5 separate regions of the Mus musculus genome follow, and regions 2, 3, 4 and 5 are each linked to region 1. Evidence: chromatin contacts called from public capture Hi-C and promoter capture Hi-C data. All regions are on one chromosome and are shown on one strand. The core of a region is the stretch at or near the end of the contact, and the rest is flanking DNA. Distances in the headings are between cores, read along the strand shown.

What was found. Promoter capture Hi-C pulls out the DNA fragments that hold promoters and counts their contacts. Capture Hi-C pulls out chosen DNA fragments and counts their contacts.
Region 2: a contact with region 1 is called in a promoter capture Hi-C map of embryonic stem cells, with 5 times the contacts expected there. The contact joins the promoter of Itpkc here to the promoter of Bckdha in region 1. A contact is called at or near these places in 1 of 39 promoter capture datasets (embryonic stem cells), 2 of 484 Hi-C or Micro-C datasets (B cells and embryonic stem cells), 8 of 115 datasets of contacts at active chromatin or transcription factors (astrocytes, differentiating embryonic stem cells, embryonic stem cells and 2 more) and 2 of 9 other capture datasets (adipose tissue and embryonic stem cells).
Region 3: a promoter capture Hi-C map of liver shows a contact between it and region 1, with 3 times the contacts expected there. The contact joins the promoter of Irgq here to the promoter of Bckdha in region 1. A contact is called at or near these places in 3 of 39 promoter capture datasets (cranial neural crest, frontonasal cranial neural crest and second pharyngeal arch cranial neural crest), 3 of 484 Hi-C or Micro-C datasets (CD4 T cells, cardiomyocytes and cerebral cortex), 3 of 115 datasets of contacts at active chromatin or transcription factors (acute myeloid leukemia, astrocytes and cardiomyocytes) and 2 of 9 other capture datasets (adipose tissue and liver).
Region 4: a contact with region 1 is called in a capture Hi-C map of macrophages, with 3 times the contacts expected there. The contact joins the promoter of Kcnn4 here to the promoter of Bckdha in region 1. A contact is called at or near these places in 1 of 484 Hi-C or Micro-C datasets (B cells) and 1 of 9 other capture datasets (macrophages).
Region 5: a promoter capture Hi-C map of liver shows a contact between it and region 1, with 4 times the contacts expected there. The contact joins the promoter of Sertad1 here to the promoter of Bckdha in region 1. A contact is called at or near these places in 2 of 39 promoter capture datasets (cranial neural crest and frontonasal cranial neural crest), 1 of 484 Hi-C or Micro-C datasets (B cells), 1 of 115 datasets of contacts at active chromatin or transcription factors (astrocytes) and 1 of 9 other capture datasets (liver).

The regions. Positions count from the first base shown.
Region 1 is chr7:25,656,821-25,661,051 of GRCm38.p6, forward strand. Bckdha (branched chain ketoacid dehydrogenase E1, alpha polypeptide) reads right to left here and starts at 1,941. Exons shown (of 9, transcript NM_007533.5): 1 at 1,813-1,941. The coding sequence starts at 1,920. It overlaps Exosc5 (exosome component 5), which reads left to right and starts at 2,333. Exons shown (of 6, transcript NM_138586.3): 1 at 2,333-2,563. The coding sequence starts at 2,416.
Region 2 is chr7:27,226,377-27,230,595 of GRCm38.p6, forward strand. It overlaps Itpkc (inositol 1,4,5-trisphosphate 3-kinase C), which reads right to left and starts at 2,241. Exons shown (of 7, transcript NM_181593.3): 1 at 975-2,241. The coding sequence starts at 2,111. It also overlaps a transcript of Coq8b not described here.
Region 3 is chr7:24,528,949-24,533,478 of GRCm38.p6, forward strand. Irgq (immunity-related GTPase family, Q) reads left to right here and starts at 1,700. Exons shown (of 3, transcript NM_153134.3): 1 at 1,700-1,956; 2 at 2,436-2,967; 3 at 4,318-4,530. The coding sequence starts at 2,438.
Region 4 is chr7:24,368,645-24,373,350 of GRCm38.p6, forward strand. It overlaps Kcnn4 (potassium intermediate/small conductance calcium-activated channel, subfamily N, member 4), which reads left to right and starts at 1,619. Exons shown (of 9, transcript NM_008433.4): 1 at 1,619-1,951. The coding sequence starts at 1,793.
Region 5 is chr7:27,484,285-27,488,557 of GRCm38.p6, forward strand. It overlaps Sertad1 (SERTA domain containing 1), which reads left to right and starts at 2,669. Exons shown (of 2, transcript NM_018820.4): 1 at 2,669-2,794. Gm38972 (a long non-coding RNA gene) reads right to left here and starts at 2,676. Exons shown (of 5, transcript XR_881906.2): 1 at 2,441-2,676; 2 at 9-131.

The DNA of each region.
Region 1 (4,231 bases), core at 691-3,190:
GACTGGGACCCATCCCACGGGCAGGAGCCGATCCCTGAGGCTGTTAATGATGTTTTGTTATACTTCCAGGCAGGAGCCTGGAATAGCTACACTCAGCAGCAGATGGAAACAGATTCAGAGACACCCCCCCCCACCCCCCCCCACCCCCACCCCCGCCAAGCAGTACATGGAGGGAGCCTGGGGAGTCTTGTGGAGGAGTTGGGGGAAGGACTGGGGGCCCAGGGGAGGATGGTGGCTTCACAGGAAGACCACAGAGTCAACTAACGTGGATTCTGGGGGGGGGGGGGCTCTCAGTGACTGAACCACCAACTAAAGAATGAGCACTGGCTGGACCTGGACACACACACACACACACACTTGTGTGGCTTGTTCTTATGTGGGTCCCCCAATAACTGGAATGGGGGCTGTCTCTGAACCTGTTGCCTGCCTGTGGATTCTTTTCCCCTGGCTGGACCACCTTGTCTAGCGTTGGTGTATGGTACTTCAATGATTTGATGTGCTGGGGAGGTGATAGAAGCTCCCCCTTTCCAAAGGAGAAGGGGGAAAGGAACAGGAAGAGTAGCTGTAAGGGGGGGGGAGGGGCTGGGAGGAGAGGGGGAGCTGATATCGGGATGTGGAGTGAATAAATAAATAAATGAAAAAGAGAAAAAGACACAGTTTCACAATGTAGCCCTGGCCTGGTACTCACAGAGATCTGTTTGCCTAAGTGCTGGAATCAAAAGCATACATCACCACACCAGGTCCTATTCTTTTTAAAAAGAATCTTTTGGGGGGTGCAGGGAGATGGCTCAGTGACTAAGAGCACTGGCTGCTCTTCCAGAGGAATTGGGTTCAATTCCCAGGACCCATATGGCAGTCCAAAACTGTCTGTATGTACGCAACTCAAGTTCTACAGAATCCAACATCTTCATGCAGACCAAACAACAATGCACGTGAAATAAAAATAAGTAAACCATTTTTAAAAATCTTTTTTTTTTTTTTTTGAGATAGGGTCTCACGTAACTCAACCTGGCCTCAAATGCCTCCTCTCCTACTTCCCAAGCGCTGAAATTACAGACATGTGTCGCCATATCCAGATAAACAAACACACAGGGCTAGGAGCCAAACTCTGGACGTGGCGCGTGCTAGGCAAGCATTCTACACTGTGGTGGTACATTGCCAGACCGCAACAGATTTTGGAAGTGTTATCCTGCCCTTATCAACAATGGATCAAAAGGGAATTCCGAGTTTTCTCCAGTGTTTTCAAGAAAAGTGGGCAGCCAAGCACCGTAGCTTACATCTGTAATGCCAGTACTTGGGAGGCTGGGACAGGACTATCTCCAGTTCGATGCCTGTCTAAGCATCTGGGTGAGCTAAAGGCCATTCCGGACTCGTGGGTGAGATCCTGTCTCAAAAAAATAACGTGGGCAAAGGGTCCTGTTTGAACTTGTAGCTCTCTTTGTCTCCCTTCATAATCATCTTGTGTAAAGGACAGTCATGGCAAAGTCCCTTGCCTTGCCTTTTGATCAGGTGGCATAGGAATCAAACCAGTTTCTTGCTCAACTCCCTTTACAGTTGGAATTTAAGCAATGTAGGACCCTATGAAAACCTGATCTGTCCTTTCAACCCCCGTCTCGTCTCCTTCTATCGAGGCCCACAAGTAGCTGCCTTGCTTTTCCTCTAAAGGGATTCTTCCCTTGAATTTCTCTTCAAGAAGTTTCTCGGACCTTTTCTTTCTTTCCTTCACAGCCCGCGGTGTCTCACACAATGTAAGAATAACTTTTACGTCTCTATTTCTCCCTAAGAAAGACCCCGTGGGGCTCAGATACTCACAGATCTAGCCAAGCCCCGAACCCCAGATCGTCCCAACAGGAGAAGAGCAGCCTGGCGCAGGCCACGGCTCGGCCTCCAGATCTTGGCCGCAGACATCACTATCGCCATCTTGGCTAATAACCACTCCTCCTTTCTCACAGGATAGACATACGGCTGTCCCACCAGATGCCTTATTCAAATAGCAGCACCGCTAGGCCAACACGCTATCTGCTTCTAACCACCTTGCGACAAAGACGCATAAATGAGTAAGGTGGCAATTTTTAGTCTCTAAAATTGCTCCGGTCGTCTGCTTCTAGTTGCTCCTAATTCAGGCAACTAAAAGGACAACTTAACTTGAACCTTCAGGGTTCAGGACCCGGAGCCCTGAGCAAAATGGGCCCTCTCCAAGTCCCTCCCCCTGTTCCCTGTTGTCCAATGGCTATGCCAGAATTGGGAGGTGGAGGTGGGCGGGACCAGATTGTTAGTAAACGCTGAGCCACGTGCTAGGGCCAACTCGGGCGTGCCCTAGACGGGCGCATGCGCAATAGGTACGCGGCCGGTAGAACTGCGCGCGCCGCTAAGCGGAAGCTACGGTGGGAGCCGCAGCGCGCGTGGTCAGCGGCTATGGAGGGCGCAAAGCGTGCAGACGCCAATTTACTCACTGACACCGGAACAGAGTCCAGCCCCCGAAGTCCAGTCTGCAGTCTCCGGCACTTTGCTTGTGAGCAAAACCTGCTGTCCCGGCCGGATGGATCTGCTTCTTTTCTTCAAGGTACGAGCCTCACCAAGTTTAACTCAGCGCGCGCCATCCTCACCGAAGAAGGGTTTTTGAAGAGCGGTTACTGTGTAGTATGTAACCAAGTACGCCCGCCTCCTTGAACTTATTTCTAGATGTTGAGTATACCCACCTCCCGTCTCGAGAAGAAATGAGTTGGCCAGCCTGGTAAATCCCTCTCAGAGGAGATCGAGAGCAAGACCACTCTCATAAGAGTGACTATCCCAGAATAGGTATTTCACCAAGGCAGATATTACCCTTCTCTAGATTTCTTTCTTTCTTTTATCTTTCTTTCAAGACTTATTTTATTTATATAAGAGCACTGTAGCTGTCTTCAGACACACCAGAAGAGGGCATCAGATCCCGTTACAGATGGCTGTGAGCCACCATGTGGTTGCTGGGAATTCAACTCAGGACCTTTGGAAGAGCAGTCAGTGCTCATAACCACTGAGCCATCTCTCCAGCTCCCCTTGACTAGATTTCTTGGGTTTTTGTTGTTGTTGTTGTTGTTGTTGTTTTCACTTTGTTGTTGAACTCACTTTGTAGACCAGGCTGGCCTTGAACTCAGAAATCCGCCTGCTTCTGCCTCCCGAGTGCTGGGATTAAAGGCGTGCGCCACCACGCCTGGCTTTGACTAGATTTCTTAAAAAACACTTCTAGATCCATACATCACCGGTTGAGGCTAAGGTGTTTATTTGCATAAATACCCTTTGAGACAGACACATCACCACCACTGGTTTAAATATAATTACTGTGGCAGATGATACATCTAAGTAAGTGCTCTTCAAATTAAATGTGATCTTCCCATCCTGGGCTGAGAAGCATCTCCCCTTCCCCGGTCCCATCATTTAAGAAAACGTGCCTTTCCTTGGTATACACATTTCATCAGACTAAATGAATAGGGAGAAAAGAGAAGTCTTGTGGCTGAGACCCACACAACCCTATATCCCAGTCGGGCCAGCCAACTTTGAGAGGTCATGAGAGGGTGAGAAACTACCAGAGTAGACAGATGAGAGGGCAGAGACAGAGTTGACAATGGTGAGTTTGTTTGAGATGTTAAAGGCTGATCACCTTATGGCTAATAAGCTAGAGGTCATTGCTTATAGTGGTGGGTCAGAAAGAGCGAGAAAAAAAACAGTTGAGACAAGTCTCCAGGCATTTTCCTGCGAAGGAATCAGATAGATGGGGCAAGAGCTGACGACTGATAGAGCTTAAGAAAGGAGAAAACTGGCAGGTCAGTGGTGGCACACACCGTTAGTCCCAGCACTTGAGACACAGATGCAGGGTCTCTATGAGTTTGAGGCCAGCCTGGTCTATAGAGGGAGTTCCAGGACAGCCAGGAAACCCTGTCTTGGGGAAAAAAAAAAAGGGGAGACAGCTCGGGGCTGGAGAAATGGTTTCTCTTACAGAGAACAAAGTTGAGTTCCCAGCACCCATTCAGGCAGCTTTCAAGCACTTGTAACTTGTGGGGAGCCAGGATATTGGAAGCCCTGTTATGGCCTCTGCAGGGAACTATACACACACACACACACACACACACACACACACACACACATAACTTAAAAAGTAAAATAAATACTAGGGGGAAAAGAAGAGAATTTCTGCAGCCACATCATCGAGATGGTGGGAAGAAAGAGACTCCCTTGCTCGCTGAGAGCACAGTCT
Region 2 (4,219 bases), core at 991-3,490, 1.6 Mb after region 1:
AAATAAATACATCTTTTTAAAAAGGCTTACGGCATCGGGATGGCTGCAAGTTCAAAGCCAGCCTTGCTTCATAGTGAGTTTGGGCAAATGAGTGTGGCATGGTAGCACACCCTGTCTGTAATTCCTGAAAGGCAGAGGTAGGATGTGATCTTAGCAAGCAGAAGTCTAGTCTGCAGGCCAGCCTGGTCGACACAGCCAATCTATCTTATGGGGAGGTGGGGTACAACACAGTGGAATATGTCTGTAATCCCGGAGGCTGGGTGAACAGTTCAAGGCCAGCCTCAGTAACAAAGAAAATCTGAGGCCAGGATGGGCCACAGAAGAATATCTAAGGAAGATAAATAAATAGAAGGAAAATGGGGGGAGGAGGGAGAGGGGGCAAATAGGCCAAGGGTTCAACCAATACATCTGAGATTTTGTTTTTAACATTGGTGTTTTGCCTCCATGTGTGTCTGTGTGAGGGTGTCAGATCCCCTGGAACTGGAGTTACAGACAATTGTGAACTGTCATGTGGGTGCTGGGATTTGAACCTGGGTCCTTTGGAAGAACAGCCAGTGCTCTTAGAGCTGAGCCATCTCTCCAGCCTCTTACTGGTGGTATTCTTAAGAGCTGGGCATCAGACTTCCTGCGGAGGAGTCCACAGAAGCCTTGCATGTAAAATTATGTGTGCACCTAGACTCACACACTGGCACAATCTCAGAGATCCCTTAGGCCTGATTAAGGTCCACTGCGGACCGCTCCCAAGAACTAGTGACAGAGGGGTTAAAGGAAAAGACAGAAATGAAAGAGCAAAGAGTAGGGGGTTAATGAAATGGGTTAGTCACCTGGTGTCACGGGGAAGTGACCAGTGAATGGAAGAGGGAGCGAGAGATGGAATTGCCGGCAGGTAGGTAAGAGTAACCTGGAAGAGGACTTTCTAAGCCAAGGCAAAAGGATGGGAGGACATGAGATTTGGGGTGGTGGGTCCTACTCACTCCAGCTCTGTCCTCAGGATCGCTGGTACCTCCGCCCCCGGCTACCAAGTCATCCTCAGATTCATCAAAAGAGGAGGCAGAAGAGAAGCCGCCAGTGCCCCCCTCAATCCGGGATTGGGGTCCCACCGGCTGGGCCTCAGGTTCAGGAGTCTCTGGGGTGATGATAAGGCGGGGCACAGGACACAGGGAGCTGCACTCCAGGTGGGAGCACAGGTTAGTCACCAACTCTCCAGGCTCTGATAAATCTAATGGATCATTTCCATTGGACTCCCCCAAAACGCTGTCATCCCGGAGGCCATCAGTGCCAGGTTGAGTCAAGGCACTCTCAGTGTCTTTTGAGGAAAAACCATCACTCCCAGGTTGTCTGCAGGCTGTCTGAGTACTAGGTCCTTTGAGAGAGTCATCAGTTTGGGACTCTATCCAGAAGCCGTCGGTGTCATGTGGAGTCCTGGAAGCATCCGCGGACAATTCTTTGCCGGAGTTATCAGCACTTGATTCTGGTGAGAGGCAGACTGGGTGAGTTTGGAGTTTGGACACGCCATGGTGGGTCCTAAGGTTATCAACCCTGGGCTTGTTGTCCCTCTCTGGCAGAGTCTGCCACATATCGGATCTGTCCAGTTCGGTCCAGGACTCATCAAACCCTGGTTGGGTACAGAGGCTGGCTCTCTTTGGCCGAGACTGGAGGTCAGATCTGTGAAGATCAGTTCGAAAGCCATCTGTCCAGGAACCGGCCATCTCCATCTCAACCAGGGGGCTGTTCCTTCTTGGATGTGTCTGGAGGTTGGACCCGTCTAGCTCCTTATTTTGCCTGGGCTTCTCCGACGCAACTACTAGGCCAGCTGCTTCGCACTCCGCGTGTCCATCTCCACAGGATTCTGCCTGTGGACCGTTCGGACACGGCGCAGGCTCGAGGTCGGTCCTCTCCGCCTCGGAGTGGAGGCTGGACTCCTCGATCCAGGCCCGGGGACCGCCCCCCTCCGGCCGTCCCGTCGGGCCACCTGCTCCCGGTCCAGGTCGTTGTAGTCCAGGCTGTCGCCGCCGCCCACCTCGCAGCGCCTCCAGCCCCATGCGGGCCTCGGCTGGCAGTGCGCCGGCCTCCGCCTCGCTCAGGCTCCCCCGGCACGGGCAGCGCCTCATACCCGCTCCCAGGGCCCGGGCTTTGGCCCGTCCGGCCCCTCCTTCCCCTTTAAAATCCTACGAGGGGTGTGGCTGGGGAGCCCCAACTCGTGGGTTCCGGCCCGCCGAGCTCCAGGCCGCTCGGATATGCAGGGGTTAACCGATACTCCACCTCCCAGGGAAAGCCCAAAACACGGCCCTCGCCGGAAGTGACGAGTTGACGAGTGTGGGGCGGAGCCTCGGATGCCACCGTGTGTCTCGCAGGGAACCAGCACTTGGCTTCTGATTCTGGTCAGGGTCTAGGTCGTGCGCCCCCGCGATCTTTCCCTACATCACTTACTCCGCCCCAGTAACAAGTTCAACCACGCACTCATTCAACATTCAGAGACAAGATGGACTTTCCAAAGACTTGAGACATCCCCACAGGCGTAAGTTTCAGTGCTTCCGCAGTCAATTCTCAAGCAGTTAGTTGCCTTCCCTTCCACTAAATCTCCCGTGAGAAGTCTGATGCATGGTGGTACAAACCTGTAATCCCAACACTTGGGAAATGGAGAGTGGAGGTTCAGAGGTTGTCATCCTTAGTTCCATGGCCAGTTCCTAGTCAGGGGTAGTCACACACGCACACAGAGGAGACAACTTGATGGTACAGCTTTTTATACCCGCACTCTGGAGGCAGAGGCTAACGGATCTATGTGAGTTCTAGGCCAACCTGGACCACATAGACCCCCCATCTCAAACACTCCTCCCCAATACACACAAAAGGGGAGGGGAATGAAATGACAGCAGGTCTGCCAAATCTGATGTCCTGAGTTCGAGCCCAGGACTGCAGAGTGCGAGATTTGTGGATAAATAAATTTATATGTGTTTGTTTTCAAAGAATTCCAGGGCTAGCCGGGTATGTGCCCTACACCGTTAATTACTGTACTAAGGAGTCAAAGGCAGGCAGATTTCTGAGTTCAAGGCCAGCCTGATCTACAAAGTGAGTTCTAGGACAGCCAGGGCTATTACACAGAAACCATGTCTTGAAAAACAACAAAACCCGGGCGGTGGTGGCGCACGCCTTTAATCCCAGCTCTTGGGAGGCAGAGGCAGGCGGATTTCTGAGTTTGAGGCCAGCCTGGTCTACAGAGTGAGTTCCAGGACAGCCAGGGGCTATACTGAGAAACCCTGTCTTGAAAAACAAACAAACCAACAACAACAGGGGAGAGAGAGAAAGAGAGAGAGAGAGGAAGGAAGGAAGAAAGAAAAAGAAAAACAACAAAAACAGTCTCAGGGCTGGAGAGATGGATCTGTAGTTAAGAGCCATTAGTCGCTCTCTTGAAGAATTGGGAGTTTGGTTTCTAGCACCCTGAATGGGGGTTCACAATCATCTCTAACCACAATTCTAGGGCATTGAACACCCTCTTGTGGTTTCTTCAGGGCATGCATAGCATGCACAGACATTTGCAGGCAAAATTACCCGCACACATAAAATTAAATCTTTTTAAGGCTGGCAGGGTGGCACACACCTTTAATCCCCAGTACTCAGGACAGAGGCAGACAGATCTCTGTGAATTTATGCTAGTTCCAGGTCAGCCAGAGCTACATATAGAAACCCTGCCTCGAATAATAAAGTACATAGGTAAGACCTTTTTAGGAAAGAATTCCAGGGCTGGAGAGATGACTCAGTGGTTAAGAGCACTGACTGCTCTTCCAGGGGTCCTGAGTTCAATTCCCAGCAACCACATGGTGGCTCACAACCATCTGTGATGAAACCGGATGCCCTCTTCTGGTGTGTGTCTGAAGACAGCTATAATGTACACACATAATAAATAAATCTTAAAGAAAAGAATTTCAATGTTTAAAACAATGAAGAAATCTCATGTCTAAACCATGGGTGATGGCACACTCATATAATCATATTACACAGGAGGCAGACACAAGACATTCTTATGTTTCACTAGCCCAACACCAACCTGGCCTACATGATAAGAGCCAATCTCAAAAAACAAGAGCCTGGGTTTTACATGGGCACAAGGTCTTGGGTTTAAAAAAATTATTTATTATTATACATAAGTACAGTGTAGCTGACTTCAGACACACCAGAAGAGGGCATCAGATCTCATTGGGGATGGTCTCTGGAAGAGCAG
Region 3 (4,530 bases), core at 450-2,949, 1.1 Mb before region 1:
TGCCTGGCTTAAATACAGGGTTTTGAAAACTGAACGGTAATCCCAGCTTGTCCAAGCCAGATGTGTTCCTTGTGGTCTCTGCCTGTGAGACACTGATACTACCGCTGCGGTACACCGCAGCCCGACATTAGAGCCGAATGAGATAATCAAGGTCACTCCTCCATACTTGGCATCGAATGCACCCAGTGCAGAGAACACTCAGTCAGGGTCACAGCTGTTATAAAGTAGATGTTATCATTTAAATTAAATTTCATTCAAGTCAAGTTTTCCCCTTTCGACAGCTAATTCCATAACTACCCCATGGAAGTGAGCTGTGATGCCCGTTTTGGTTTGTTTATTAAGACAAGATTTGTCTGTGTAGCCCTGGATGTCCTGGAACTTTCTCTATAGAGCAGGCTGGCTTCAAACTCAGTGAACGGCCTGCCTCTACCTCCTAAATTCGGGGATTAAAGGTGTGCTACCACCATAGCCCGTGTTGCACACGTTTGCTACGGGAAACTGAAGCATAGTCATATTGAAAGTCTAGGGGGAAAGTGGGACAAGAACCCTGGGGACTCATTCCAGGTAATGATATTGCCAGTCACACCCCACAACCCAATCTTCGCCTGGCAGCCCTTTATTCCTCTAAATGTCGTCCTGCTTCTGTTTGTGTGCCCAAATCAAGGGAAATAATTTTGATCATGAGAGGAGGTCATTCCTGGCAGGTAGTCACTGCGGCCACCTGTAGCAGGGCGGGGCGTCGAGATATGGAGGTCCCTTTAGTGTCTGTCACTCCTGCACCCAACCCCTCTTTCTGGCAGTACTCAAAGAGGTCGTCTCCTGGGCTGTCTGGACTCCATTCCTTGGGAGACGCTTGCCCTCTACAGTGTCTTCAGGGCGATGTTCTGATATGAAAGAGAGAGGGGGGGGGCGTGGCTGCCACCAACCTTAGTGGGCCTCGCTCTATTTTTTGACACTCACTGAACTCTAATGACACTCTCACTAGAAAAGCTTCAGCAGTCTCACATGGGAGACTCCTCGGGTTTGTGACACCTCGGTCTTCAAGCCCCTGTGTCCTCATCTTCACGAAACCGAATTCCCTCGAAGGTGGAACTCTTGGTCTTTCTTACCAGCCCCATCCTAGTTTCTCACGTGTCAACCATAACCCCCGCACAAGCAGTGGTGCTCACACTTGAGCCCGCCTTCTCCCAGGAGACATCCTTCTCTGACATTGATTACTGTTTCACCGTAGTCACCGCCGCCCGCGTTCACTAGTTCATTTCTGGATCACGCTGCTCCCATGCACTGCCTTCTGCTCTTAGTTCTTGATGGTCACGGACGCCTCTTGCTTTCCTCCCCGAAGACTGTCCCTTAGCTGCGCCTGACAGTTGGTCGCCACAGCTCTGCCACCGGACGAGAGCGGGATAGTTTTTCCTAGTCTCCAGACTCCAGTGATCTGTTGCACCACCATTGTCCCCGAGTCAGGTTCAAGGTTGCAGTCCGGCACTAATATAGTCACGGCAGGCAAGTCTTCGCAAGGGCAAGTGGAGAGGTCCTTTTCTGTACAGGGGTGCGTGATGATGACGTTGGTTGTGTGCTCCGTACAACGCTAAGCTTACTGCGTGGGCTCATCGCTTCCTGTCCCCCTTTGCCGTACAAACCCTGCACGTACTGCGCAGGCGTATTGGTTGCTGGTCTTGGTGGGGCACCGCCCCAAAACTTTCTGCGCACGCGCATGGGTTTTATTGTGCCTTTGCCCAAACAGCCTTAGCTAGAAAGAAGGAGCTGCCAAAAATTCTTCCTCTCCGCAGTGGCACTCCAAGACACACCGGTCTTGGAAGGAATGACGTCAGTATAGAGCCACCTGAAGGAGTCCGGATGTTTCTAAATCCGGACACTCCTGCCCCTTCAGCCTCCGTCAGCTCGTCTTAAGGGGCTGGGCCTCTGTGCTCTCCAGGCGTGTCACCTCTCTGATCGGTTGGTGATTTGGAATGGGGAGGGGAAAGACCATTCTCGAGTTTGGCAGTCAGGTTTTTGAGGGTTTTTGTTTTCCTTCTTCTGTTTCTTCTTTTTTAAATAGAGAAATGCATTCGTGTGGAGAATGGGCATATACCTGGCTCTCCCAGGAATAGGCCCTGGGGGTTGAGTTTCTAGGTCCTGCAGCGTGACACTGGAGAATGGAAGTAGAGGACAGGCTGGAGGACTGAAGCCTGGATCTACAGTGAATCAGTTAGGAGAGGGTGTTGATTGGTGTGGGGGAGTGCGACGCCTTTAATCTCAGCACTCTGGGAGACAGAGGGGAGAGGATCGATCTCTTGAATGTCAGGCCAGCCTGGTCTACGTAATGAGTTCAGGCCAGCCAGGGCTACACAGCGAGACGCTGTCTTAGAAAAGAAGCAAACAAAAAGTCTTACGTGCTCCCTGACCAATTTCTTTCCCCGCCTCTTGCTTTCCAGCAATGCCTCTGCCTCAGGGTGACGTGACTGCCTTATTCCTGGGGCCTCCCGGCTCGGGAAAGTCCGCCCTGATCGCCGCGTTATGCGGTAAGAATGTGGACACGGTAGAGATTCCCGATGGACGGCAGGACTCTGGAGTCCCCAGCCTGAGAGCTGCGGCTCCGGGCCTCTTCCTGGGTGAGCTGAGTTGCCCACCCGCAGCTCCCGGGCCCTGGGCGGCGGAGGCCAACTTGCTGGTATTGGTGCTACCAGGATCTGAGGGGAGCGAGGAGCCCTTGACCCCAGCTCTGGGAGAGGCAGCGCGAGCCGCCCTGGCTAGAGGAACCCCGCTGCTGGCTGTCCGGAATCTGCGCCCTGGAGATTCCCAGAATGCAGCTAAAGCCCGGGATGAGACTGCAGCCTTGTTGAACAGTGCTGGGTTAGGAGCTGCGCCTCTCTTTGTGCCGCCGGCGGATTGCAGCAGCAGTGACCGCTGCGAGGAGCTAGAGCGCCTGCAGGTGGTGCTGCGGACCCAGGCGGAGGCGCTGCAGAGGTGAGGGGACAGTTCGGGCTGGATGGGGTGGCCTTAGATCCAACTCAGCTACGGAGGTCTTTAAAGTTCTCGAGCCCTGTTCCTAGAGTGTTAGACGCAAGCTTTTCTTGGCTGCCCATTCGTCCATACCCTACTTATTTGCGTAGGACAGCACCCACCACACCCATGAGCACAGAGTTTGAGATCATGGAGACTCTGCCATAAGCAGGGATCACTTTTCTGTCGTTTAAAGCCTGCACCGTCAAGGGTCAACTGGAAAGCCCACCACAAAGGTCCTGTTTCGTGCAAGCTCTCTGGCATCACAAGCCCAGATATATATATATATATGCAAATACTTGTGTCAGACAAGATGCTGGACTCCCATCTCTCGTAACATTTGAGATCCCTCTCCAGCACTCCCATCCTCCTCATTGGCTTGGTTCTCAAGTGACTCCCCTCCCATCCTTCCTTTCGTTAACACCAAACCTTTACAGAGCATTATTTCCGATTGCTCGCCCTGTTCTTCCATTTCCAGTTCCCTCTCAGTTCTACCCTGCCTACTGCCCGCCAATCCACCCAGCCCCTCCCCACCTGCCAGCTGTCTCATTTTATGGTTCTCAAAATGCGACTCAGGAAGGGTCTGCATAAGTTGGAGAGCTGCTTCTCATTTGTTTAGTTAACCTCGCTGGCCCACCAGTACTAGATGAGGTCTCTCTTATTTACATCCACCCTCAGGGACACCATAGGCCATACTGAAATTGCCATTATGTCCTCGCCTTCCTCTAAGCCCCACTCCATAGAAAACGTGTCCTGACCAGCACACCATTGGAAAAGCTCTGACCCCGATCTCTTGATCTGTATCAAGAGAAGTCCAAATAGGGTCCTCATCGTAGTTTCGGTTGGAAACCTGACCTTAGGTTAGTTTACCCGCGGGACCTCTAGGGGACTTAAGCTCTTCCCTGAACTCTCTTAACTTTATGGTCCCGCCTCACCTGGTTTTTTTTTTTTTCTTTCTATCTTTCTTTCTTTTTTTCCTTTTTCTTTTTTTTTCTTTCTTTCTTTTTTTTTTTTTTTTTTTTTGAGACGGGTGTTTCTCTGTATTTCCAGCTGTCCTGGAATTGGCTATGTAGATCAGGCTGGCCTTGAACTCAGAGATCTGCCTGCCTCTGCCACTTGTGCAGAGATTGCAGAGATTAAAGGCGTGCGCCACCACGCCCGGCCGTGCCTTCTTTCTATGTGCATTAGTTCCCTACTTAAATTCTTGAGATTCAGAAAGATTTTTTTTTTTCCCGTAATTGCTCGTTCAGCCCAGCTTTTCCTACTTTTAAAGCTCTGTTGCCTTTGACCGATCTCCCACCCTCTCTCCTGCAGGCTCCTGCCTCCTGCCCAGGATGGCTTCGAGGTGTTGGGCGCAGCCGAGCTGGAAGCTGTTCGTGAGGCCTTCGAGACCGGTGGCCTGGAGGCGGCGCTGTCGTGGGTGCGCGCTGGTCTGGAGCGCCTGGGCAGCGCACGACTGGACTTGGCGGTGGCCGGCACCACCAATGTAGGCCTTGTGCTAGATATGCTGCTGGGGTTGGATCCTGG
Region 4 (4,706 bases), core at 369-2,868, 1.3 Mb before region 1:
TGTGTGTGTGTGTGTGTGTGTGTGTAAATGTGCATGTAACACCCAGTCTGACTCAGTGAAATAGCTCTGTTACTTATATCAGGATATATGCCCACGCTGAGGGCCTTTCTCTTCCCTGAGTGTGGTGTTTGTGTGGCCATGCACATGGGAGTATAACGGGTATGTGTATTGTGCGTGATGTTGGATTGATGGTGTGCTAATCTGGACGTTGGTGTTCTTGTGGGTCCGAATCCAACCCCATCCCCTCCAAAGGGTTCATATCATCCTGGACTGTGTCCTGTGTGGCTAGAATGTCCTAGAATGTCCAACGCTGGGTAGGCGTTGCTTGCACACTTCCATTGACTGTTCTCTGTGCTAAGGTATGCAGAGTGTCAAGTGCACCAGTGTATGTCAGGATCAATGTCAGGTGTGTGTGTGTGTGTGTGTGTGTGTGAGTCCCACACACAATGATGTGAGCTAGTGTGCATTTCCTGTTTTCTGGGCGCTGGATGACAGTGTCTGCCACCACAGGTGTTTACACATATGGGGCATCTCTCTGTGTTTCACATTCACACCCCCTTGTGTGTCTGTTGACGCATGTGTGTTGTGCCTGGTGATTCTTACAAATTGGTGTGCTCAGACCTGCTGTGTATTTGTGTGGCTCCTGGTACATGTCCCGTGTGGTCGTTGATGCTTAGCTCTTTGTATCGTAGAATATTATAGTGTTTTACTTGGTTTTGGTTTTGGAAACAGGGTCTCATGTGGCCCAGGCAGACCTTGAACTCATAGTTGACAATGATTGAGACCTGCTGATCCTCCTGGCCCCAGTTTCCTAGTACCAAGAGTCAGGCATGCACCATTGCCCACTTTATGCCATGCTGGGATCTACCTCAGAGAGTCTGTGATTCAAAGGAGCCCACTAACAGCTGCACTCCATCCCTGGTCCCACTTAAAAATTATCATTTAAGATTTATTTTTTTTTATGCGCATGCATGTATGTGAATATCAGCCACATGTGTCAGGGGCTCCCAAAAACCAGGAAAAGGGCGTCATCTCCTGGAGTTGAAGTTACAGGTGGTTTCAAGCCACCCACCCAGCAAGTAGGTGCTAGAAACGGAAGTTATACTCCTCTGGAGAGGAGCGCTCACTTTCACTCGCTGTGCCTGACTTTCCAGCCCCTCCCCCGCCCCACTTTGAATGTGTGACTGCGTGAGCTCAACCTTTGGGTGGCCCCGTGTGCAATGGGACGCTGCTGCCCTGCTAAGTGCTGGCGTGTGTCACACCATGTGTGTGTGTGGTGTCTGGGTGTGGCTGTGGGTTTCTGAACTTTCAGGAGTGTGAGTCACTTCTGTGGAGGTTGTGTGGTGTGTGCTGGTGTGTTGGGCTCCGTCTCCGGTCTGTCATAGGGTGCTCTGTGGTGTCTGGGTGTGGTGGGGGTTTTAGGTGTGTACCACAGAGTGCAAACGGTTGGAGAGTCACAACCTATTGTGTCAGTGTGTCTTTGCCCACGTGGATGAACTCTTCTTCCTTGCCCGGGACCACAAGACACACCCCAGCCCCTCCTTAGTCTTAGAAGGGAATGGGATAGCCAGCCTCCCCCTACCCAGGGACCTCCCCGTCCCTCCCCGCCCTGCCCTGCCTGCTGCAGTTACCACTCCCCAGAGGGCACAGGGCTAGGCTGTGCCTTCCAGCAAAAGTCCCAGAGTGAGCAGAACAGGCCGCTGGCCTGGAAGCCAAGCTGGCTGCCATTTGCGTACTGAGAGGTGGGGGACCCTGGGCAGGAAGCTGGCTGAGCCCCAAGACCTCAGGGGCCATGGGCGGGGAGCTGGTGACTGGCCTGGGGGCCCTGAGACGGAGAAAGCGCCTGCTGGAGCAGGAGAAGAGGGTGGCCGGCTGGGCGTTGGTGCTGGCGGGAACTGGCATCGGACTCATGGTTCTGCACGCTGAGATGTTGTGGTTCCTGGGCTGCAAGGTGAGTGGGGCCTTCCACCGAGCAGGGAAGGGACGGGGAGCCTGGTGTGAGGGAGGAGGGCTGGGGTCTGCACCCCTGGGTCTGAGGGAGGAGGGCTGGGGTCTGCACCCCTGGGTCTGAGGGAAGAGAGCTGGGGTCTGCACCCCTGGGTGTGAGGGAGGAGGGCTGGGGTCTGCACCCCTGGGTCTGAGGGAAGAGGGCTGGGGTCTGCACCCCTGGGTCTGAGGGAAGAGAGCTGGGGTCTGCACCCCTGGGTGTGAGGGAGGAGGGCTGGGGTCTGCACCCCTGGGTGTGAGGGAGGAGGGCTGGGGTCTGGACCCCTGGGTCTGAGGGAGGAGGGCTGGGGTCTGATCCCCTGGGTCTGAGGGAGGAGGGCTAGGGTCTGGACCCCTGGGTCTGAGGGAGGAGGGCTGGGGTCTGATCCCCTGGATCTGAGGGAAGAGAGCTGGAGTCTGCACCCCTGAGTGTGAGGGAAGGGGACTGGGGTCTTACACCCCTGAGTGTTAGAGAGCAAAGCTAGGAGATCTTATACTCCTGGGCATGAGGGAGGAAGGCTGGCATCTTCCACCCCGGGGTGTGAAGAAGAGAGGAGAGCTGGGGTGTGAGGGAGAAAGGTTGGGGTCTGCACCCCTGGGTGTGGGAGAAGAGAGCTGGTCTGGACTCCTGGGTCTAAGGGAGGAGAACTGAGGTCTTACACTTCTTAAGGTCTAAGAGAAGAAGGCTGGGTCTGGACCCCTGGATGTGATGGAGGTAGATGGGGGGTCTGTACCCCTGAAACCTGAGCTAGTGTGATATCGTCCTCCCCCCAGCTCCCCCCAACCTACACACACACACACACACACACACACACACACACACACACGCACACACACGTACGCACACATGGGAGACAGTTCTCAGTGTTAGCCTTTGGGTAAGTGTTATCAGACAGACCACTGGGGGTCTGGGCCTTGTTGAGGCCCATACAAGGCTGATCCTTGATAGCCTAGCTCTGGTGAAGGGAGGGCTGGCAAGGGAGAAAGACGTTGTCATTAGGCGTCTCCTTGCTCCTTATCTAGCCACTGCCATTTACCCAGTGCCACCAGGCAGTGCTCTGAAGTAACTGACAGAGGAGACTGTGGGGAGTGGAGCCTTCACCCCACCCTTACCATACAGAAGTGCCATTACCCCCAGAAGGCACCACTCACCAGATAGTGGTCTACTGTGGTTTGAAATCCTTCATCCCTGTGGAAGAGGAGACTTGGGGTTCAGGCTCAAGAGTCTGCAGGAAGAGCCTCAAAAAATCTCACCAGGCAATGGATCCAAGCACTAGAGAAGTCAGGGGAGGGAGGCTGGGGGGGGGCGGCAGGCAAGAGAATCAGAAGGTTAAGCCCAGCCTAAGCTACATACTGAGTTGGAGGCTAGCCTGGGCTACACAGACCTTATCTCAAAAACTGAAATAAATCCAAACAAGGTGGGGGACGGAGAGAACACACACAAGAGAGCTATCAATCGACCTCTGGAAGACCAGGGAGTACAGGCAGGTCTTAACAAGCCCTGGGGATATTCCCACCCTGGTCAGACTTGTGGCAGAAGAGAGATGGAGGGCAAGGTTGGGTGTGTGGTTTGAGGGGGCAGCACACTTGCTTGTTCAACAGAAAAGTTGGGACAGGAGATGTGTGTGTGTGTGTGTGTGTGTGTGTGTGTGTGTGTGTGTGTGTGTGTGGTGTGTGTGTGTGTGTGTGTGTGTGTGTGTGTGTGTGTGTGTGTGTGTGTGTGTTTGCGTGCCCGCAGGTGGGACATTCTTTGGGAGAACTTCTCGGCCCCGGTGCTCAGCCGCTGTGGAGTAACAGACTGGCAGGCACATGGAGGGTCAGGGCAGGCCAGCTTCCTTCAGCCAAGTGGCCAAGGAGAGGGCAGCTACTGCGAGGGGGTGGGGCCGTCCAGAGCCATGCCAACAGGAAACATGGCTGGGGCCTGCCCGGCGCTCCCACGCTCCTGCACCACGCCCAGTAGGAGAGGTGTGGACCTGGGAGCCCAGGCAGAAGGGAAGGAGCCAGGGGGTCTTTCTCATCCTTCATTTCTCCTTCTTCACTACCTGCCCAGGCCCTTTCCTCTGACTGTGATTCTTGAAGGAATGGATGAGGCTCTCTGAGCCTCAGTTTCCCGATCTGTTCAAACGTAGCCATTAGCACCCTTGCAGCTCTTGTTTGAGACAAGCTCTCTGGTAGCCCAGGCTGGCCTTGAACTGGCTAGGTAGCTGAGGGTGACCTGCCTCCACTTCCCCATGTATCACAACACTCAGTTTACAAAAGGACAAGGCTCAAACCCAAGGCTCTGCTAGGCAAGCACTCTTCCAAGTGAGCCACATCCCCACCCTAAGCCCCCGTCCAATGGCTGCCTTGGAGACCTCCATGCCCCCTCCTTCCCCAACTCCATCTCAATCTAACAAACTTGTTTTTCACCAAAGGAAGGCACCTGCTCCTCAGGAGGAAGGGCGGGTGCCAAGGCTATAGGAAGGAAGAGACGGCTTTGGATGAGGTGAAGCAGAGAAGATGGGGCGGACAGAGACTTGGGGGAAGGGAAAGTCAGTCTACAGAGGGAGGGGGGAGGGAGGGAGAGAGAGAGAGAGAGAGAGAGAGAGAGAGAGAGAGAGAGAGAGAGAGAGAGAGAGAGAGCATATGACAGAAACGCGCCTCCAGAGCCACTGAGAAACCCTAGCTGGAGAGATGCACACAGAGAGAGAGAAAGGCCGTGCATGCATGGACTGCCCCCA
Region 5 (4,273 bases), core at 1,419-3,918, 1.8 Mb after region 1:
ACGCTAACCTTGAACTCCCGATTCTCTTGCCTCTGCCTTGTACATGCTGGGATGACAGGAGTCATGACAGCCACCATGCTGAGTGCTGAGCTCTTCCTAAGCCTCTGTTATTGGTCAGGCCATAGAATAGACTGTGGAGAGAATTATGTGCCTTTACCTACCAGGATCCCGACTCCAATTAGAATTGTTATCCTCTTTTCACATTAAACCAAAGGCCAACAAGCAACTACTATTCTCTTTTTTTATTTTTATTTCATTTATTTATTTTTAAGACAGAGTTTCTCTGTGTTGTACTGCAACTAACTCTGAAGACCAGGCTGTCCTTGAACTCACAGAAATCTGCATATCCCTGCTTCCCAAATGCTGGGTTTAAAGGTATTCGCCACCACACCCAGTTTAGTTTGTTTTCTAAAGAAAGATAAGGCTTAAGGATTGAAGAGAAGGCTTACTGGTTAGGAGCACTGACTGCTCTCCCAGAAGATCTGGGTTCAGTTCACACCTGTCCTTAACCCTCACATAGATAGACATACATGCAGGCAAAACACCAATGCACATAAAATAAAAATAGTTAAATAGAGCCAGGCAGTGGTGGCTCACACCTTTAATCCCAGCATTTGGGAGGCAGAGGCAAGCGGATTTCTGAGTTCGAGGCCAGCCTGGTCTACAGAGTGAGTTCCAGGACAGCCAGGGCTCCACAGAGAAACCCTGCCTCAGAAAAAAAAAAAAAAAAGTTAAATAGAAGATAGTGCTTGAACCTTTATTGGTTACATAATAGATCTTCTAAAAGATTTATCTTAGGGGGCTGGTGAGATGGCTCAGTGGGTGAGAGCACCCGACTGCTCTTCCGAAGGTCCAGAGTTCAAATCCCAGCAACCACATGAAGATTTATCTTACTTTGTATACATAGGTGTTTTACCTACATGTCTGCCTATGTACCACATATGTGCCTGGAACCCACAAAAGCCAGAATAGGGCATCTGGAATTATATTGTTGGGACTCCTATGTAGGTGCTAGGAATCAAACCCATGTCTTCTGGAAGACCAGACAGTAGTCTTAACAGTTTAACCACCTCTCCAGCTTCACAGACTAGCTCTTTGTTGATTGACTGTTTGTTTGTTTGTTTCTCCACACATGGTTTCTCTGTAGCCCTGGAGACAGAACTCAGCTTGTCACTTAGCAGCACCAGTGTCTTTACCCACTGAGCCACCTCCTCAGCCCAGCATTCTACTGTTTGGATTTGTGTTTGTGCTTGTTTGGCTGTTTATGTAGTACGTGTATCGAGTGACTGAGAAAGTCAGAATAGGGTGTTGGATCTTCTAAAACTACAGTTATAGGCAGTCATGAGCTGCCATGTGGGTGCTGAACTGAACCTGAACCAGGAGCCGAGCCTGGTCCTCTGCAAGAGCAACAAGTACTCTTAGCCACTGAGCCACCTCTCCAGCCCTTAATGTTCTACTCTTAGTAAATCATCAGGCTATTTTACTTTATTTTATTTTTCAGTGCTGTAACCAAGTGCAGGTGTTTAACATGCTGAAATGTGAGGCAAGCACTCTTTCACTAAACTGTACCTTTCCAAACATATTTTAAGAATAGCTGAAGGCCAGGTGTGGAGCGCAGGCCTTTAACCCCAGCTCTCAGGAGGCAGAGGTTAGTGAATCTCTGAGTTAGAGGCCGCCTGGTCTATAGATTGAGTTACAGGACAATCATGGCTGTTGCCCAGAAAAACCCTGTCTCAAAATAAACGAAAACCCAAAACCAAGACAAAGAGACAAACAAAAACATACACAAAAACTAAACTAAAACCCAACTAACCAAACAACCAAAAAAAAAAAAAAAAAGAATATTAGGTGTGGCATAAGTCTCTGGTTCCAGTCACTGACAGGCTGAGGAGGGTTGGTTGCTCTGTTTCCCAGGCTAACTTGGGCAAGTTAGTGAAACTGTCGCAAAAAAAAAAAAAAAAAAAAAAAAAAGTTCGTCGGTTTTTTTTGCTAGTTTGTTTTGTTTTGTTTTGTTTTGTTTTAAGACAGGATCTCACTCTGAGGTCCAGGCTGGATTCAAATCCACTAAGTAGTCCGGCTGCAAACTCAAAGCAATCCCCCATACTTTAGTTTTCCCATACTGGGGTTATGGGTGTGAACAACCACGCCCCGCAGGAAATTATTTTCAGGGACTTAAACTGCTGCCCAAAGTCACACAGCTCCTCCGGAACTGATGCCCAGGACGTGACTCTGGTGTCGTTCCGTCCCCCCCTTACTCCCGTCTTTAATCATAGTAGAATCCAGTTGTCTCACTGTATTGAGTCCAGTATCCTAAGCCCTACTGAGAAAACTGTTAATTTTGTAACTCTCAAGAAGTAGGTCCTCTTCCAGAAGTCATACAGTTTTCTAAAATAACACATGAAGTGACAGGCCTGTACTTTTTAAAGTACAAAACCCCTACCTGTCATCGCCCCACAAGGGAAATCGCTACCAGAGCTGTCCCTTCGCTCAGGCAGTCCTCCTGGGCATGCGCTTTAGGGACAACCTCCCCCCTCCTTCTGGAACGGCCCCGCTCAGGCTCCGCCCACCACCACCAACGAGAGCCGATCCCTGAGCTGCAGGGCGGGGCTGCCACGCGAGTGGGCGGGAACTAGGGATAGTCGAGTGTCTGGAGTCGTGCGCCGGAGTCAGAACTGCGCCTACCGTCCCAGGTGTCGGTTGCTGGAGCAGAACAAGCTAGCGATGCTACGGCAGCCGCTTCCTGATTGGCTGCGTGTGGCTCCCTCTTCGTTCTGATTGGCCGCGAGTGATCTGTGTATGTAAATGAAGGGGCCTGGTGGGGAAAGACGGGGGTACGGGGGGCCGGGTTCTTTAGGGTGTTCGATACCTCAGCTAGGTAGATGGTGGCCGGGGCTGACCGGGATCGAGCGCCCAGGGCCTGTATGTGTCGCCCGCCCGGGCCGGGCTGGGTGAATCACGTCGGAGCCCGAGAAGGGGGCGGAGGCGCCGGCTCCCTGGCTCCGGCTGCGTGACTCACCCGCCCCCGCCGCCGCCGCTCCGGGAGGAGCCGCCTCCGCTGCCTTCCGGAAGCGAGGGAAGGCCGGGCTCACTGAGCGGCCCGCGGGGGTCGCGGCTCGCTGTGGCCCGGGAGGGACAGGCGGTACCCTGGGGAATCTAAAGGATCCCGGGGTCACTGGGGCCGGAGTCCCCGGGGGAGCCCAGGTTGGAGTACCGCTAGGGGGCGCCGGGACTCGGGGGGGCGGAGTCGGGGTGGGGGCTGAATTCCTGCGGTTCCCGGCTCCCGGGTCTTCAGCGAAAAGGGCAAAGACTGGATTTTTAGTGTCTTGCTAGGTCTAGGCAGCGTCCCCGGGACTGAGACCCTGCGGCCTTTATGCCCCCGTTAGATTAGGCTAGGGGCTTCAAACTCTAGTCCTCTTGGAAGAAAGTACCGATTTTCAAACTTCTGTCAATGACTTACTCCCGCGGCCCTTCAGGGTTTCCCTTGTCTCTCTCTTTCCTCAATAAGTTCGGGACCCTTACTTCCTTGAGTGACTACTAACAGCTTAGGCTTTAAACCCAAGCGGCCAGCATCCCAGTGAGTACAGCAGTCGGAAGGCAGGCAGTTCAGGCCCACTTCTATCTCCAAACCTACACACACACACACACACACACACACACACACACACACACACACACATGATGCTGCCCCGCCACCGATCTTTCCCCAGGCAGCAGCTACCGGGGATCCTCTAGAGACCTTGCCAACTAACGTCACCATTCATCTTCCTGCCTAGACCCTACCCTCCATGACTCTGTCCTGACACTCTGAAAATCCAAGCCTCCTATTCCTGCCCGCGCCTCCTCCTGCTTGCTCCCCACCCCCACCGGGACTCCTACTGTGTCACACTCTCTGCGCCTGCTCCTAGTGTGTGGTGGCCTTCTTTTTTTTTTTTTTTTTAAACTCCCCAGTTCAGGTTTACCTCTCTCTGTCTTCCTTTGGCTCTTTCAGGAAAGCCTGGCCCTGCTTCTCCATAGCCTACAGTGCAAACAGCAGGACTCAGCTTCAATGTACTTATCTTTCTTAGAAAAACCTGCCTTGACTACCTCCCAGGATGGCATCTTCCTACCACTTTCTGTACATTTGACCATAGAGTTCCATGCATAGCAGATACTCTGTATTGAACTGTGTAAGATGGCTGTATTTGTAATCAAGGAATGGAACACACCTGTAATCCTAACCCCTTGGGAGACTGAGACAGGAGGATTGCCTGGAATGGCTGGTCAGCCCGGACTA